Regions from separate parts of the Columba livia genome. Here region 1 is linked to region 2. The links are chromatin contacts, called in public Hi-C maps. All regions are on one chromosome and are shown on one strand. Each heading gives the region's core, a stretch centred on a gene start, on an enhancer-like site or on the middle of the called end of the contact. The rest is flanking DNA. Distances are from core to core; before and after follow the strand shown. Region 1 has its middle 15 kb from the start of TRNAI-UAU. Region 2 has its middle 140 kb from the start of TRNAI-UAU.

Region 1 (5,623 bases), core at 2,782-5,281, 120 kb after region 2:
GCTTCAAACAAAACAAAGAAAAAAAAAAAGATCTGCAACACAAATTAATTCATTAGGAGTATTAAAGAGGAAACTGACGGCATCTTCTATCATACTCAGAGTACATAAAACGTAAACGTTGAGTGTTCCACATGGTACTAACCTGCCACATTCAGTTGCACACCCAGGACTCCCCCCACGTTATTAAGGCTATCATCTGAAGTCATCTGGATTGGTCCTTAACTACTACATCGTCCATGTCAACTGTAATCGGGACTTGGGGAACTGCTAGATACCCACACATTCCACTCATTTTCACAGTAAGTGTTGCTCAGTATCTCAAAGATAAACCACATTATTTAAGCAGTTTACAATATCCTCTGAAAGACCAGAGTCACAAAATCCAGTATTTCATTAACATATGAAAACATGGTCATTCAGGCAGACCAGAATCAATTGGGTCATTCAATCCTGAAAAAGCACAGATAAATCCATATTGTAGATGAAGAAGATTATTTTCATCTGTAAGATTTTATCTCTAATTCAGGATACACTCTATAGTGTTACTGAAGTGACACCATTAAGCCTTTTATTACAGTGGTGCAGCTTTTCTTGATGTAAAATGCTGTTGCAAAACCAGAGCTATACGGAGTAGAAGACATTTTTCCAGACAAAATTCCAGCAGCGGAAGCCACTGAAAGCGGCTGCCCTCCCCCTAATTGCTCATTCCAACACAGCAGAGAATTATCAACCATAGAACACCAGGTTGGAAGGGACCTCAAGGGTCATCTGGTCCAAGCTTTCTTGGCAAAAGCACCATCTAGAAAAGATGACCCAGCACCCTGTCCAGCTGAATCATAAAAGCGTCCAATGTTGGGGATTGTACCAGTTCCCTGGGGAGATTGTTCTAACGGCTGATTGTTCTCATTGTGAAAAACTTTCCTTGTGTCCAATCAGAACCTCCCCAGGAGGAATTTGTACCCATTGCCCCTCATCTTTTCCATGTGACTCCTTGTAAAAAGGGAGTCTCCTTCTTCTTTGTAGCCACCCTTTAAATACTGGAACATGGTGACAAGGTTGCCCCTAAGTCTTCTTTTCTCAAGGCTGAACAAATCTGGTTCTCTAAGCCCTTCCTCACGTGGCTGCTTCACAGTCCTTTGATCATCTTTGTGGCCCTTCTCTGGACCCTCTACTAGCCTGTCCACATCTTTTTTGCATAGCGGGGACCAAAACTGAACACAGTATTCCAGGTGTGGCCTGATGGACACTGAGTAGAGTGGGATAATGACTCTGTCTCTGCTGGTGATGCTGGTGATGTCGCTGTTGATGCAGCCCAGCACACCGCTGGCTTTCTTTGCCGCAGCAGCCCACTGTTTGCTCACATTGAGCTTGTTGTCCACCAGGACGCCCAGATCCCTTTCCACAGAGCTGCTCCCCAGCCAGATAGGTCTGTGTTGCACTCTGGATTATGCTTTCCTAGGTGCAAGACCATGGACTTATCCTTCTTGAACTTCATAACTTCTTGTTAGCCCACTCTTCCAAGCTACCCAGGTCTTCCTGCAGGGTGGCTCTCCCTTCTGAAGTGTCCACTTCCCCACCCAGTTTGGTGTCATCAGCAAACTTCATCAGGGTACACTTGATCCCATCATCCAGATCACTTATGAAGATACGAAACAGCATTGGGCCCAATATCAATCCCTGGGGGATTCCACCTGTGACTGGTTGCCAGTTTGAAAAAGATCCATTTACCACCACCCCTGGGTGAGGCCTGTAAGCCTGTTCCCCACCCACCACAGAGACCACTTGTTTAGACCACAACTTGTCTAGACCATCCACAGTGCTGGAAGGACAAGCCTCTCTGAGACCTGACTTCGATTGGGGTGGGTTTTTTGGTTTTCTTTGGTTGGCTGGTTGGTTGGTTGGTTGCTGTTTGGTTTGGGATTTTTGTTGTTGTTGTTGTTGTTGTTGTTTGTTGTTTTATTGTTTAGTTTTTGAAAAGTATGTCTCATTTAAAAAAAAAAAAAATAATAACGTGTGCAACACTCAGAAATGATCTCTGAAGGCTGTTTAGAAAGAGTGACTTACCTCACAAACTTAATACCCAAAGAGACGTGGGAGATGGATTGTCTGATTTAATTCCAGAACAAAAAAAACCCCAGACTCCTGGCATTTATTTGGCTTTCTGCAAGATCTTTGGAAGGGCAGTTAAGAGCTCTCTCCTCCCCCTGCCCCACTTTAGGGGAAGGGGATGTTACAACAGAAACAATAGTGACTGCTTTTTACAAAGCATACATTGCTCCCTTGCATGAGAATACTAACAATAACATGTCTTTAACTGTAGAGAGCAGAAAGTAAAGGATGATACTACTCAAAGTATCTGAAATCTTCATGCCAAAGCTTTAAAATGTGACCAAGGTGAAAGATAATAATACCCTTTCACAGTACATGCACAGACGACAGTGAATTCCAGTCTCTCAGTGCACATTTAAAGGATAAAATATAAAGTTTGCTAATTTTTTCAAACTACTTCCTCCTGCAACATTAACCAAGCAATTTGTTTTGTTTTAAACAGGCTTATGCAACTCCACTTAACTGTTGAAGAAGACAGGAAGTTAATTCCAATTCTTATTACTCTGGTCAAGTTGCAAGAGAAGTCCAGGTAGGCCAAACAGTCCCTTGCCACCGATTTCTACTACATAACATGCAACTTTTGTTCACTAATGCCTTTATGTAGGTTGGGAGGGAAAAAAAGCATGCTTTAGACTGCTCTGACCACCAGACCATGTTCTGAGGATGTAAATAATATACCAATTCCCATGCTACTGATGTTCCTGAAAGTCTCCCATTCAAGTGAAGTTTGCATATGCTTAATGGGTTCCAGAATACTGAGCTGGTCACATCCTGACAGCATATAACTGAAAAACTGTTCATCCATCTTGGCAAAACAGTCTGGCACCTGCAATCTTGTACTTTGACCACAAAAACCAGAATCATTCAAAATTTTCATTGTGATTCATTTAGATGACAAAAAGCAGAATTGTACCAGAGTTCAATCTAAATGATTCAGCCTGAACTTTGGTTTTACTTACACTATTATTTTGTCCTGCACGAGGGGGAAAAAGAAAAAAAAAAAAAGGAGAGGGAAAGAATAAAGGTTTCTTCATTCACTCTGATGCCAAACTCTGAAGTAGGTGCATAAACCTTCTTAAAGAGACCACTAATTTAATATATACTTGATTCTACTCAACAGTTGTGGGGCATAATCTGCAAGAGAAGTAGGGTTCTATTAACCTCTTCCTGAATGGCTGTAATGGTTGACGTAGATTCCATTTATTGTTGCCTTGTGTTTTGTGTTGCCATATACATCAGTGCTAGCCGGTTGTAATGCAGTGCTCTCAAAGTGCATCTTGTGCCAAACCTAAGAATAGCCCTATATTCTCACTAAGAGAATAAAAACAACTACAAAAAAAGCAGCCTCTTCAGCAGTTTAAGATTATGTTTCTAGTGATACATCACAGACAGATGTCTATCTGGAACTAGAAAGTTTTCTTCTGAAAAGGTCTCTGAATTCAGCCCTTTCCTTTAGTAGCAGGAACAGCTTTCATTTCTTCCACTGTCTTACTGGAACTCTTATGAATCCACGGGGGAGGTGGGGCAAGGAGGGAGAACCCCTCCAATTTTGCCATAATTGCTATAAATTGACCAGACTGAATGTACAATCAAGCATGTGTGTTATATACAATGCAATATTCTTAAGTTCTCATAGACAAAAATTAACTATTAAATCTGAACCTTTGAACACTGTTAAACAGCTGATAATATTTAAAAAGAGTACATCCACTTGGCCATCTGCCTAGTTATGGGCTCTGATGATCAGGCTGCATGTTGTTTAAAAGGTATAGTACAAAAAGGACTAGGAAAGTCAGCATTTTTTTTTCTAAAGAAGGAATGGGGGAGCTTTGTAGTCTTAAAGACAAAATATGCAGTAAGTCACTTACAGCTCTACACACACGGCTCCAGTTTGAACTCTTGCATCTTTAAATGATTTGCTAATATTTTTACAAATGAGAACACTTTTATCAAACAGCCTTCCTGTGTCTCAAAGAAGTTACTAAAAGAGTTAACAGAAAAGACTGAGGTATACTTGCATTGCTTTTTAGTATAATGTTTTTTTATGCACAGTGGTATTTTCCATATGAAAGCCTTGAGCCTGAAACAATACCCGATTATCATAATCTACTAAGACCTGTATTTCAGAACATTTTAGAAGGGGCTTTGGATTACTCTTTAGCTGGCAGCCTTCTACCAGCCTAAAGAGTTGCAAAACCACTGCTGGAAAAATAAAGTTACAGAGTGCAATGCTGCCATCTGCTGAAAACTGTTTGTCTGAATGGTCTAAGTACTCTTTCCAAAGATTCAGTTACAGGCATCTGAACACTCAAAGCTATTCAGACCTGTTTAATCTTATCAATTTGAGGAAGAATAACAAATATTTTTGGATCAACCATTTGTGCATATAGATGCAAGGTCAGCTGTAGTCAAGTATAGTAGCTCTACTTCCCCCTAATGGGAAATGGGATGGCCACCCAACACTTGGTAATAGCCTGTATTTCCCATATGCTGCATACAGTGCAGCACCATAGGCTTCCAGAAGGTTCCCCCTGTCAGCAGCAGGCCCCAAAAGCAATGTTTCGTGCTTAGTGACAATTCTGGAATAGGATATTCAAGTCTGCAGGTTCCTCTGGCTATGCACAAAGGAAAGATGCGTGTCAGGGTGGACACCATCCCCTCCAGCAGCCTGGGCTGGTGTTCCATTTCACAGGGCTGCAATCAAGGGTGGTAGACTTGTTGGAAAACTCAGGAGTCCATATTTTTAATTGATTTTTATTTCCCTACATCTAGTTATGGATGACGAGTTGTCCTCTCCTCCAAGTGACAGATATGTCCTACTGCAATTGCCAAAATTCCTATCCAGTTTGCCAGGAGACAACACTTTTCATCTACTGGCCAAAATTAAGTTGTATGGCTAGCAAAAGGTCACTATAGAAAAAAAAATGAACTCATGTGAAAGTACCACAATGTCATTTTCACTATGATCTAGATTATCTGCAGTAACTTTAATATAGGTACACATACAGAGATATCACATAATATGGTCTGTCTTGCACAACCACTACCTACAAAGCAGCCTGACATTCATGCCCTGTCCTCTATTGTTTGATTGGCACTTCTCAGATAAATGAGACTAAGGAGTTTATCCAACACTTTAAGCAGACGACAGATATTTTGTTCTCGGTTCACCAATACAAATCTGAAATAACTCTGCTTAGTTGAGTGAATATGGACCTCAATTTCTATCAGTGTAAACAAATCAAGAATGTGAGCCACTACACCAAATTTAGTCACACATGGCTTTACCAGATACAGATGCCTAACAGCACAAGCCTGATTTGTCTGTGCCTTGCACTGAAGTAAACAGGAACAAAACTATAACTCTACCACACTGGAATAGTACTTGACAGTCACTGTGAACAGATCATAAGCAATCTAACGGGGAACACTGAACAGAAGAAATAAGTCTCTTCTATATAGAGGAGAACAAACTTACTAAATAAGGAATAGTACACAGCCTGCTCCTTTGTTA
Region 2 (5,077 bases), core at 1,122-3,621:
CAGCTACACACGCCTGTACTGAAAAAATACATAGTGGTACCAAAAACATCCATTTATAATATTTTATGCATTGCTTGACTTTGTATACAGTCTGACAGAATGAGTACAACAATAAGCAAGAAGGTAACGTGGTGGTAGAGCAACAATATCGTAGGTCAGCGATGTGTCAAACATTTCAGTTCCTTGTGCTTAAAAAATAAGCAACCACAATATCTGTAGCAGTCAGCAAACTTCTGGAAGGCTTCAGAGAAAGGGAAAAACAATAGAAAGTTTGTAAAACTGTCACTATATTTTCTCAACTGAATAGCATATAAGCATACTGAAAATATTATATATATTTATATATCACTTGCATCATCTTTTCACATCAGGACGAATTATCACAATGTGAATTCCTAATGCTGAATTTGTTGTTAATCTAAACTTTCTTTTGCAGATCAGCATCTATGTTAGCCGCAGACACCTAAAAAACAAACAGAGGAGTTAAGCTGATCATTACTGTTATTAACCAAGCTTACATTTGTTGATCTATACTGTTGCTGACTAGCTTGGGCTCCAATTTAGCAGCAACAGATCTCTTTGTCTATGATGATGGATCAAAGGTCAGACTAACTCCAACCATGTGGAGCCTAATGATAGCTAAGGGAGACCCATGATGAGTATAAAAATAGAACTAAAGATAAAGGCTTTAATCATAAGTGACAAATTACATTTTTGATGTGTCAAGTTCAATATTAATTATTTTCAGCTGCTCTGCTTTTTCTTTTGTCTTAAGGAAACTCCAGCAATATGCTGACATGCCTGGAAAAGTTCAGGTGAAAAATGACCTCAGTTCAGTTTGCAGATTTACAGGAAACCATATACTATCCTTGGAGCATTTAAGTACTATGGCCTGCGGAAATACTGTGGCTTGTAAAAAAATGTAAGTCAAGAGATGACACTGTTCTTTTCCCAGTTTTAAACTGAGTTAAATCTTCTACTTGTGTTGTGCATTATGGACTGACATAAACCAAACAACAGTGCTCTAAAGGCAGAGAATCAAAAACTCTCTGGAGAAGCAACATTTCTAATTAAATAAATCTGCCATAAATTGAAAAGCTGAAAGAAGAGGTATTTGTTTTCCACTTTTCTAACTATGCTGTTCCTTCAATATTAGCCTGAGCCATACATTCCCTTACAAAAAAAGATGTCTTTGTTTTATGCATTTTTTGCCATTTAATTAATCTGTTGACTACCCTGATGTTTTGGAAAAGTTTCGTTCACCATAGAAAGCTAATTACACTGCAAAAATTCACGTATCCAGAAGTTCCTCAAGGAGCAGGAGGAAAAATTAATGCTGGTTTAGAAGTTTAACAGGCAACTGAGGTGTGCAACTTGATAAATCCTGAGCTAACAGTTTTTCTTCCTTGACCTTCAAACTGAAAAGTTTTTATGAGCATTTGATAGAAATAAAGGTATATAGCAGAAATAATGGTATTTAATCTGATGACCATGTGTGATGAACTAATATCAAAGGCAACTATGAAATTATATTGTGGTATTTCAAATATTCAGTTTTATGCAGAATCAGCAAAAACTTTCCCTAACTAAACATAAACCAACTCAGAAGATACAGTGGTCACAAATAACCTCTGAAAAGTTTCTTAAAACACTGTTATCCACTTGTGATTATTAGCCTGAGGTCTCTTAAATAAAAATATCCAATATCACTGCTTATCTTGACTACTGCAGACAGTAATGGTATGGAACAGAAGCACTCAGGTTTAAAAATAAAAAGGGGGGGAGGGGCAGAAAGCAACCCTAAACTTAAGCAAAACTAGGTAAGGTATAACCTTTGTGACAGAGGTCTAGCAGCAAAAGCATCCATATACTTCAGTGCTGCCAGCGTCACAAAAGCTGTTCTGCACCAGGGAAGAGGCCAAAATGGAGACTCATTCTGTAGACACATGGTCAAAATGAGACAAATGAAAGGGCCCAGTGGGCAGGCCTGAAACGTGTCTATTGATTTTCTCCTGCTAAAAAGGTATTTCTGGAGATAAGGAAGCATTTCATAAAGTGAAAGAAAGAAGCCCAGTGGACCTACTACATCTATGTCACTGGGGGGAATGATTTCAGTCCTTCATCTCCACCAATCGCTTCCAGCACTGGGATGCAGATGTTATCAATGAAAGAACGGATGAAAACAGGAGATTCATTTAAACATCTTTTAGCTATTAAGCAGAAGGGCTGTGTTAAAGCTCAAACTCCCTGCTTTCTGGCTAAGAGCTGAACACCAAAACTGCAGTGGCTAATGAAGTGGCAAGCAGAGAAAGGGAGGATTTGTAGCATGCCGAGGCAGATGAAAGCAGCTTGTGCCCCAGGATCAGCAGCAGATGAAATCCAGCCTTGTTATCCAGCAGGGTCTGACTGTCCCAGACTGCAAGTTGTTCTTGTAGAAGACAGGGAGTAACTAGGAGTCTACAGGAAAGCTGTGCCAAAGGATGGGGTTAGAAAATAGTTATACACATGTTACGGTGTTTATGCCTTTTGCTGGTGTGTGTTTTGGTTTGGTTTTTTGGGTTTTTGTTTGTTTAGGGTTTGGGGGGTTTTTTTGGTTTGTGGTTTTTGGGAGGAGTCCCTTTCATAAAAGACATTTTATAAATGGAGAAAATTAGATTATTGAATACCAGGGAGTTTAGTCAAATTTATGGTTTATGGTTGGGACTTCAGCTTACCATTTATTAGTTACTTTTTTAAATTGAAGCCTGGTCGTCCTTATTGTCAACCAAGTCCTGGCTAAAGGGGTTACATAGAAATAATGGAGACATGCTAGCTGAGGAAAAGACACCTAAAACACGCTGTTCTCTAGCTTAGACTGATTGATTTCACTACTGACCCTGGAAAAACCCAAATGTATTCACAACACGATAGGATATAAATTCTTTCTTCAACTGTATTCAAAAGCAATTGAAGTAAATTTTCTTTTTCCCAGCATTACTTGACTAACATTCATGAAAGACCCCTTGGAGTTATAAACTGGATATAAATGAGTCATCATGCTTTATTGCATTAATGTGTGCATGTTTTCAGGGCCTGACCTTTGTACTGACCTTTCAGAGGTATAGCCAAGCCATCAGCCCCTGACGGGCCTTTACTGAGGGAGAAAAATCTTTGTAATAGCACAGAGGAATTTACTAATCTGACATCTAGTTTAGCAGATTAATCTTCGATTTTCTTTGATCATGCCTGGCAACAATGTGCAGCAAGTCAAACCAATCAACAATCATTAATTAAAAGAACAATGAAGAGCAGAGGCTATTTAGTTATGAATGGCACACACTGACTGAATATTATGAGTTCTCAGATGAAAGCAACATTTCCTAAATGACACAGATCAGTACACGATAAGCTTCAAGATAGTTGTGTGATGTAAGATGGAACCCTGAAAGAACGTTATCGCGTCTAGGGAAAAAAATAAAATGAAACTGGAAAGCTGTCTTTGGGACTTGTGTGAACCAAAGCCCTGTGCTGAGATTCATACAATTAGGCTTATAAAGCATCAGTGGATGCTCATGCATTGCCTATAAACACTAAGGTTTTAAAATTTTGGTCTCATAAAACAGGTAAATAAAGAACAGTGACCCTGGTAATCAGTCTCAGCCTTTCTTAACATTAGGTGGTATAGTACTGCCTACACAATAGAATGTTATCTCAGATGTATAAACCCGGATGCTTAACTGGTTCAACCTAACTTTTGTACTGAAATCAGGGGAGTTACATTGCTTTATACAACTACAAACATGACCGTGAGTGTTCTGACACTGAATTTTTAATTTCTTGTGTTACGTAATGCAGAGAGTCAAGAACTTTGTTGAAAATTTATTAGTCTTACAAAAATAGACTGGAAGTACTATATGGCTCTACCTTTACGATTGTGATGATATTCAGTCAGGCCTATGTTCCTACCTGCGTGACATTATAAAGAATGACTAACCTTTAATTATTCTGGGAAATGAAGTGGATACAAAACAAAGTGAAAAGCTTAAGGGCATTTTGTTTTAATAGAAAAAGTATAAGGAAGTTATAGGTGTGTACCAGCTTAAAACTTTATTACTTAATAATTGCATAATTATACTCTGGGAAAATTGTTTGATGTAAAAAAAAATAGTCTTTAACATTTGCACCATTTCTTGTGCTGTTCTAATATTAATGGGATATTTATGGTCAGATTTAAGCAGATCTTGTAAAAGTTCAAGGTACTTCTTTTAAACAGTATTCAGGGTTTTCCTTCAAGACGTTTGTCAGCAAAGAGTGCAGGCGCTGACCGGTGAGTCCCTCCTGAGTGCTTGGGGCAATGCAGCAGCTTCGTAGGTGGGGGGCACTCTGGCACTGTCAAAAGTGCAAAGCACACACAAAGCCAAACCACAAGAGCAGCAATGAGACTAGTATCTACAAAGAGGAATTTCTAATAGTCCACAGCTCTTCAGCCAGCAGAGAAAGAGCTGATAGAGCCAATGGTCAAACCAAAACCAACAGTGAGGTAGGCATTTAAAAACCATGGCTATTTAAAAAAGTCGATCTAAAGCCACACAACAGAAAGTTCACCAACCATAATTTTAAGGTTTAGCATTTTGTAGATAAATATGTCACAGCTTAAACAGAAGGTCTAGGCTCCTTGTGTCAGATACTAAGCAAGCTTGTTTCACCTCTGTTAGGCAAAAGATCCAAGTAGATGACACATACTGACCCCTTCTGTTCTAAAATCTATGACTATTTGTCTAATTTGGATGCCATTTCTAGGGTCGTACTGTGAAACGGGTGGAATGGCATTAGCCTACATTTGTCCACTCTTACCACATGCAAGTATGGTTTGCAGTTATCAGGAAATGAAAATAAATTTCTCTTTCAATAGGCCATGATTTGTCCTTTTTAATTTTTAATTCTTGTTAAACTTTAAAAATGAGTGCACATTTTTGCCTACATGTGAAGCTTATCTGGATTTTTTAAAAATCTTTGGATTTTTTTTTTTAAACTGTTGTTTATTTCCATTGTACTTAAGGAAAAAGAGCACTAATTATAAATTATAAATCATAAATCA

Evidence for each region. Hi-C and Micro-C count contacts between places; a contact is called where the count stands out from the background.
Region 1: a Hi-C map of crop shows a contact between it and region 2, with 2.8 times the contacts expected there. The contact joins two enhancer-like sites. A contact is called at or near these places in 2 of 2 Hi-C or Micro-C datasets (crop and liver).

Annotation. Positions count from the first base shown.
Region 1 is chr3:94,585,905-94,591,527 of bColLiv1.pat.W.v2, forward strand. No RefSeq gene overlaps it. Among named protein-coding and RNA genes, the nearest start is that of TRNAI-UAU, 15 kb to the right of the region's middle. Within about 2 kb of position 4,032, at least 2 of the 3 cell types and tissues checked have an H3K27ac peak away from gene starts, as active enhancers do.
Region 2 is chr3:94,464,265-94,469,341 of bColLiv1.pat.W.v2, forward strand. No RefSeq gene overlaps it. Among named protein-coding and RNA genes, the nearest start is that of TRNAI-UAU, 140 kb to the right of the region's middle. Within about 2 kb of position 2,372, at least 2 of the 3 cell types and tissues checked have an H3K27ac peak away from gene starts, as active enhancers do.